Regions from separate parts of the Mus musculus genome. Here region 2 is linked to region 1. A link is a contact called in public Hi-C data. All regions are on one chromosome and are shown on one strand. Each heading gives the region's core, a stretch centred on a gene start, on an enhancer-like site or on the middle of the called end of the contact. The rest is flanking DNA. Distances are from core to core; before and after follow the strand shown. Region 1 holds the start of Rasl11a (RAS-like, family 11, member A). Region 2 has its middle 13 kb from the start of Gm10858.

What was found. A called contact is a pair of places that touch in the nucleus more often than the background predicts.
Region 2: a contact with region 1 is called in a Hi-C map of adipose-derived mesenchymal stem cells, with 2.6 times the contacts expected there. The contact joins the enhancer-like site here to the promoter of Rasl11a in region 1. A contact is called at or near these places in 12 of 39 promoter capture datasets (the 3T3-L1 cell line, 3T3-L1-derived adipocytes, the C10 cell line and 7 more), 1 of 15 datasets of contacts at CTCF or cohesin (large pre-B cells), 61 of 484 Hi-C or Micro-C datasets (the 3T3-L1 cell line, the AML12 cell line, B cells and 38 more), 15 of 115 datasets of contacts at active chromatin or transcription factors (T-cell acute lymphoblastic leukemia, astrocytes, bone marrow-derived dendritic cells and 4 more) and 4 of 9 other capture datasets (adipose tissue, embryonic stem cells, liver and 1 more).

Annotation. Positions count from the first base shown.
Region 1 is chr5:146,842,850-146,846,322 of GRCm38.p6, reverse strand. Rasl11a (RAS-like, family 11, member A) reads right to left here and starts at 1,252. Exons shown (of 4, transcript NM_026864.1): 1 at 983-1,252; 2 at 607-663; 3 at 404-483. The coding sequence starts at 1,106.
Region 2 is chr5:146,882,347-146,885,692 of GRCm38.p6, reverse strand. No RefSeq gene overlaps it. Among named protein-coding and RNA genes, the nearest start is that of Gm10858, 13 kb to the left of the region's middle. Within about 2 kb of position 1,257, at least 33 of the 459 cell types and tissues checked have an H3K27ac peak or open chromatin away from gene starts, as enhancers often do. A contact at or near this core is called in adipose-derived mesenchymal stem cells, astrocytes, germline stem cells and 3 more, where this site is marked.

The sequences.
Region 1 (3,473 bases), core at 3-2,502:
TTGTCCCAGGATGTGCTCTGAAAGTGTCAATGCCCGCCCGCCTAGGCAGCTCGGGCACCAGTGGTCAGTCAGGGCTACTGCTGGGAGGGGGTGGCTCAGCCTGTAATCCCAACACTTGGGAGGCTGAGGCATCAAAGATTATAAGGAGTCCAAGCAAACCTGAACTACAAACCAGCCAGGGCTACACAGCAATCTTTAAAATAATTAACTAATTATAATTAGCATTTAAGAGGAAACTAGTTCTAATCAACCATTTCTTGCCACCTAGGAGGGCATCCAACATCCCAACCCTCAGCACACCTTGTGTGCCCACACCTACATATTGGGCATGCTGAGACATCTCACTGAGATCCTGGAGCCAAACACCTCAGCCTGCACCACATACCCTCCTGACAGTCCTTACCTGAATGCCTCCCGGAGTGTCCTGGATCTGTAGGGATAGCTGGTCCCCCTCCACATAGACGAGTCTCGAATACAGTTTGCCTGTACAACGAAGAGGAATTTGCATCTAAGTTCCCACGGCCCCATGAGCAAAATAAAGAGAGAGGGGTGGGGAGGGCAAAGAGATACAAGTACAAGAGCCAGGAAGCACGGAAACATTCTTGCCTGTGTTGGGTTCGTAGTCGCCGATGAATCTCTTGGTCAAGAAGCGCACAATCATTGCTGAAAAAATAAAGTAGGAAAATCAGCTGAAGAAGTGGGTCAAGCTGTTCCAAACTGGGCCCTCAAAGGAACAGCACGCGTCCCCCCAGGTTCCCGGGACAAAGCCCCGCCACCGCGGAGTGCCTTTCCCCGCGGAATGTGATGGACCGGACTAGAGCGACACTCAACAGGCACCAACCCCGTCCAGAGCTCAGAAATGGACCTCTGAAGCAACAGGCAGGGGTCTTCCTGCATCCCGGCATCCCGGCATCCCGGCATCCCTGCGGGTGAAGACCCTCCGCTGTCCCTGGGCGGCTTTGCGCGCCTTTGTCCCACTTACCGCTCTTGCCCACACAACCCGCTCCCAGCACGGCCAGCTTGATGTCCTTGGGCAGGAGGTAGTCAGAGGAGGACTCCGGGATGGGGGCCAGCAGAAAGTGCCCAGACATGGTGAGCGGCCGCATGGGCGCGTCCCGAGACCGCGTTGCACGAGAGCCGCCTGGATACGCGCGGACACAACAGCGCCGGGATGTGGCGCGGCCAGCGGTGCTGCCCAGGCTCTTGGATTTTAAAGAGCTCCGGGAGCGCGGTGGCTGCCTCTGGCGCCTCCTTTTCCCCGCCCCTTCCTGGAAGGGTGGGAGCAGCGCCCGAGCAGGGGACTGTCACCCGCGGGCGTGCGCTCCTCAAGGCTGCCTGACGCGCTCTGCCCGCCCAGCTGCGCGGGTTCCTCCCGGTGCAGCCCAGGGGAGGCCTTTGCTCAAATTGTATTTGCCGTGTCCTGGAGGCAGCCTCCAGTCTGGAGCACCAGCCTAGAGCATGAATCTGAGCCACCGAAAGAGCAAAAGTTTCAATTGGCTGGATGTTTCTAGGACAATGGGAAAGAGATCCCTTTTTGTGTCTTTGTCAAACAGTCCTAATGAGAACCCTGATTTTGATCTTCAGCATCCTGTACACTGAGTGTGGTGGCACACTGGCATGCTATCCTAGCGCTTAGCGGGTAGAGGCAGGAGGGTCAGAAGTTTAAGGTTATTCTTGGTCACATAGAGGGTTTGAGTTCAAGGCCAGTTTGGACTACGTAAAACCCGGTCTCAAATATAAACAACTAAAAAATTTAAAAGGGTCCTGAGGGGTGACATCACTGAGGAAATGGGTAGAGCCAGGGCAAGGTTCCTAATTAACTAATTGAGTATGAATCAAGGTAATTGCAGTCACTTCCCTGTGAACTCCCTTAGGGGGCAGTCATGCCCACAGCTCAGCATCCAAACACAGCCCCTTTCTGCTGTGAACAGATTTACTCAAATTCAATGAGCAACACACTTGGGGCCTGGACCTACCTTACTATTCAAAGATTTCCTGGTAGGTACATGGTGGAACTCAGGATAGGGCGTGGGGAGAAGGGCCCAGAAGATAAACATGGCCTTGTTCTTGGATGCCACCATGACAAGGCTGTGTTTTAGTCTCATCTGCCCAATTGTCTAGACAGTCCTACCCTCATTCTTTCCCTTTTTCCTTCTTAGTTTTATCAGGTAGCTTGAACGGCATGACAAATCACACAGAACTCAATGGCTCGCTCCAACAGACTTTTCTTTCAAAAGATTTATTTACTTTCATGGGTATTCTATCTGCATGTACACCTGCATGCCAGAAGTGGGCATCAGATCCCATTATAAATGGTTGTGAGCCATTATGTGGTTGCTGGGAATTGAACTCAGGACCTCTGGAAGAGCAGCCAGTGCTTTTAACAGCTGAGCCATCTCTTCAGCCCCCCTCCCTCCCCTTTTTCCCCAGACACTGCCCCCGATGCCACATACTCCTGTTCTTCCTAATCTATGCCAGGCTCTGACAAGCTTGATTGAGCTCTCTGAGGCCATAACTGAGAAGTTATGAGCCCTAGGGAAATAGGCTGAGTTGCTCCATCACCAACTCACTCAAGTTTGGCTCATTGGGGAGTTTGGCAAGGCTTGTCCCCAGAGTGGCAGAGCAGAGCCCCAAGACGGTGAGGGAAAGTAGACAAGACCTCTGGAGGCTGGGTGGCTCTAGGGCAGAACCCATCATTCCTGGTGCACTCTGTTGACCAAAGCAAACCCTGATGCCAGCATGAGTTCAGAAGGTGGAGAAATGATGCTTTAGCCCTTTAAGGTCAGAGCAGCAAGCCATATTGGAAAAGGGCTAGCACGTAGAAAGTGACAGACAACTAGGTCTAGTTTTGCTGTCGAACATGCCAATAAATGGGCTTCCATACACGAAGTAGCCCAAGCCAGGTTCTGTGACTCCTCCTTGACCCCAACCTGTCCCGTCGGTTGTGGCTGTTTACGTTTAATGATTTCTTCTGTGCACACACACACACACACACACACACACACACCATTTGGCTGACCTTCGGAATGATTAAATAGATGGGCATTGACTCTACTGTTTGAAATGGAATAGCCAGCTGGTCAGTGGTGGAGCACGCCTTTAATCCCAGCACTTGGGAGGCAGAGGCAGGTGGATTTCTGAGTTTGAGGCCAGCCCGGTCTCCAGAATGAGTTCCAGGACAGCCAGGGCTACACAGAGAAACCCTGTCTCAAAACGTGTCCCCCCCCCCCAAAGAAATGGAATAGCCAAAAGTCTTGTATATATCTGTTGTTCTGACGATCCTGGAAAAAGATGTTCCAAGAGAGGCCTGCCATAGTTAAGTGGTACAGGACTGTAATCTTTTCACAAGGCAACCATTTCCCACTAATGTTCACTTTAGCCGGAGAGACATGAAGCAGGGCCTTCCTAACTGGGGAAGTGGGCACCATGAATAGAAGAGCTGTTTAAGAAGCCACTGAGTAAGTGCTGTTTTC
Region 2 (3,346 bases), core at 8-2,507, 39 kb before region 1:
ACTGTGAATGCACCATGAATGACTACACGATTGTATTTAAATTATAGCACAATACAGTTGAGTGTGTGTGTGTGTGTGTGTGTGTGTGTGTGTGTATTTTGTTTGTTCCTTCCGAGAGATCTCCTCTGTGGCTGTCACTCACAGAGATCCAGTTGCCTCTGCTTCCTGAATGCTGGGATTAAAGGCGTGTGCCACCATACCTGGCCTTTCCTGGCCCCTTAGGTTTGCTTTTAAAGATTTATTTATTTATTTTATGAGTACACTGTAGCTGTACGGATGGTTGCTGGGAGTTGAACTCAGGACCCCTGCTTGCTCCGGCCCCAAGATTAATTTATTATTATATGTAAGTACTCTGTAGCTGTCTTCAGACACACCAGAAGAGGGCGTCAGATCTCATTGCGGGTGGTTGGAAACTACCACGTGGTTGCTGGGATTTGAATGCAAGACCTTCAAAAGAGCAGTCAGAGCTCTTACCCGCTGAGCCATCTCTCTAGCCCCTAGATTTGCTTTTAAAAGTTACTACCAGTGTGTGAGTTTGTGCATCTATAACGCAGTGTACTTGTGGAAGTCAGAGAACCACTTTGGGGGTCACTTCTTTCCTTCTACCTTTACATAGCTCCTAGGGACAAAGTATCACTCTATACCCCATGCTGGCTTCAAACTAGAGCTATCCCTGCCTCAGCCTCCCAAATGCTGACTTATAGGCAGTGTCCCCATGTCTGGCCACAATCAGAGGAAGAGACTTGCTGTTTTCCCATGTCGTCCCTGTCAACCTGAAGACCCTTACCAGATACAACTCTCAAACCTAGACCTCAGCCTTCAGAGCTCTATGAAATAAATGTTTTCTCTGTATAAATTACCCACTCTGGAGTGCCGTTGTGGCAACAGAAAATGGACTGATCATCACCCACCAGATTATTTAAACAGCTTGCATTCTGGGCTGGAGAGATGGCTCAAGGGTTAAGAGCACTGGCTGCTCTACCAGAGGCCCTGAGTTCAATTCATAGCAACCACATGGTGGCTCATAACCGCTTATAATGAGATCTGGTGTCTTCTGGCCTGCAGGCATATATGCAGGCAGAAGATGTATACACAATAAATAAATCTTTAAACAACTTGCATTCTTGCTCCCCTTTCCAGCAAAGCCAGAACTGGCTTGATTGAGATGCCTGGCCTGCTTCCCCACCCTGCTCCTGTGCCATAAGGGGGTAGGGGTGGGGCATGGAAGCGGGGAAAGAAGAGCCACACAGAGGCCACAGGATTTAGCCCATAGCTTCTTGCTTCCTGTGGCTTGCTAAATGCACACAAACACAAACTATTTCCCCACTTGTTTATTTGGTCAAGCCACTGGGGGGGAAAATTAAGCAGCAGATTTGGGGTTTGTTTTGTTTTGTTTCAGTTTCCAACTACCCACCGGTAGATCTGAACTCTGTCTCCCGGATGGTATCCAGGGGAGAGGGAAGACCCCTCGAGCCACTTCCCGGCAGCACCTCCTACACAGTCTCCAACCCTCACCTGACTTCCCATCATCAGAAGAGTATCTTGTAGGCTGGCTGCCATGGAGACAGCTTCCAGCCAAGGCAGAGGGGGAACATGTCAGGGTAGCTTACTCATCTCCATTCCTTTCTTTGACTGCAAGAAGAACCTTGGAGTTGAGCCCACAAACTACATTCAAGGATGACTTAGTCACATAGCCGAACACAACGGTCAACCCTGAATGCCGCTTCTCACACAGGGACCACGGGAAGGAAAATGTGCCACCCAGGGATGCTGGGTGGGCTTGGAACCATGCTTGTAGAAAGGTAACAGAAAAGGCTATTCAGCCATTAGAACACTTCTCTCTCAATACTGAAGAATCCATTCTTACAAGTATTCCCTTAAAACCATTACCAAGGCTCCATGGTATGCACTGTTGGTATTCCTCAGCAGGGTCTAGCTGGAGCTCGCTCTACCGCTCCTAACCACCCATCCTTCCCGTCACTCTATGAACAACCGGCGTCGTAGCCACGCCCCATACCAGGCGTGCTCTCCACCCATGGCCACTCAATTCATAGCTGGAAACTGGGAGGTGTGAGCAGGGTCTTCACTTTCCTCCCAGAACATCCCAATGACTGCCTCCCCAAAGGGGCCATGGCATCTTCTTCCTTGTAGCTCTCAGCAACACCAATTCTTTAACAAATGGACCTTTGGGGGACACTTTCATAAACCATAATGCGCGCGCGCGTGCGTGCGTGCGTGCGTGCGTGCGTGTGTGTGTGTGTAATGCTAATGTAAATCTGCTAATATGTTGTCCAGTTTCTCTGTTCACCCTTGCTTGCTTCCCACTCGCCCCTCTATTTTTTATTTTGTATGTGTGGGTCTTTTCCCTGCATGCATGTCTACTCACCACATGCGTGCAGTGCCTATAAAATCCAGAAGAGGTCATCGAATCCCCCAGACCTGGAGTTACAAATGGTCGTGCGTCACCCTGTTGGGCACTAATAACCCAGGTCCTCTGCAAGAACAGCCAGTGCTCTAACCACTCAGCCACATCTGCAGCCCCTACATAGTTTGTTTTTGTTTTGGTTTTGTTTTGTTATTTCTAGTCATCTTGTCCTGGTTAATTTTCTTCTTATGGAAAACATTCTTCAGGTGCCTTTTCTAGTGAGTTCTGAGAGAAGGAATTCTCTCAGTTTCTGCATCTGAAAGTACTATTGCTATACCTCAAAGCTTGGGTAAGGAATTGGGGTCTATTGTTCTTTCCATCAGCAGTTTGAAGATAACATTCAGGACCTGCTGGCTTCTCTCACGGAGGATAAATCCACCATCAGTCAAGTGCTCTCAAGTCCTCGTCTCTCTAGATTCTAGAAGGATGTAGTGCTTTGGGAGAGAGTGTCCTGCTTTGGTGTTCTGTCACAGTCTACTCTGCGTGCGGATTTATTCCTGTCACCCAGCCTTAAGACTTGCTGTGCTTCCCCACGCTGTCTTGTCTCTGTTCTTCCTTGATCCTGATGACTGTATCCTACATTCAGAAGTGCAGAGACACTTTGTGCACACATTTAAGTGTAATTAAAGAAATACTTGTGTACGCTGTAAGAGATTAACTTTCATTGGTTGTGAAAGGTTCTGTAAGCTCTTCCCAAGAGGAACCCACACACTTGGCTGTCGTGTCAATCATTTCCTTGGTGTTGTGTTGTATACCCTTTGTGGTGAACCTAGAGCTTCACACCGGCCAAGCAGGCAGGAAACCAAGCTCCCCACCCCACCTTGTTTGTCCTGGAGTTGCGGCCTACCACATCTGTATACATTCCGATAAGACAGTGTGTGACTTTGCCTAGTGTTCCTATTTCCGAAGACTGGAACATAC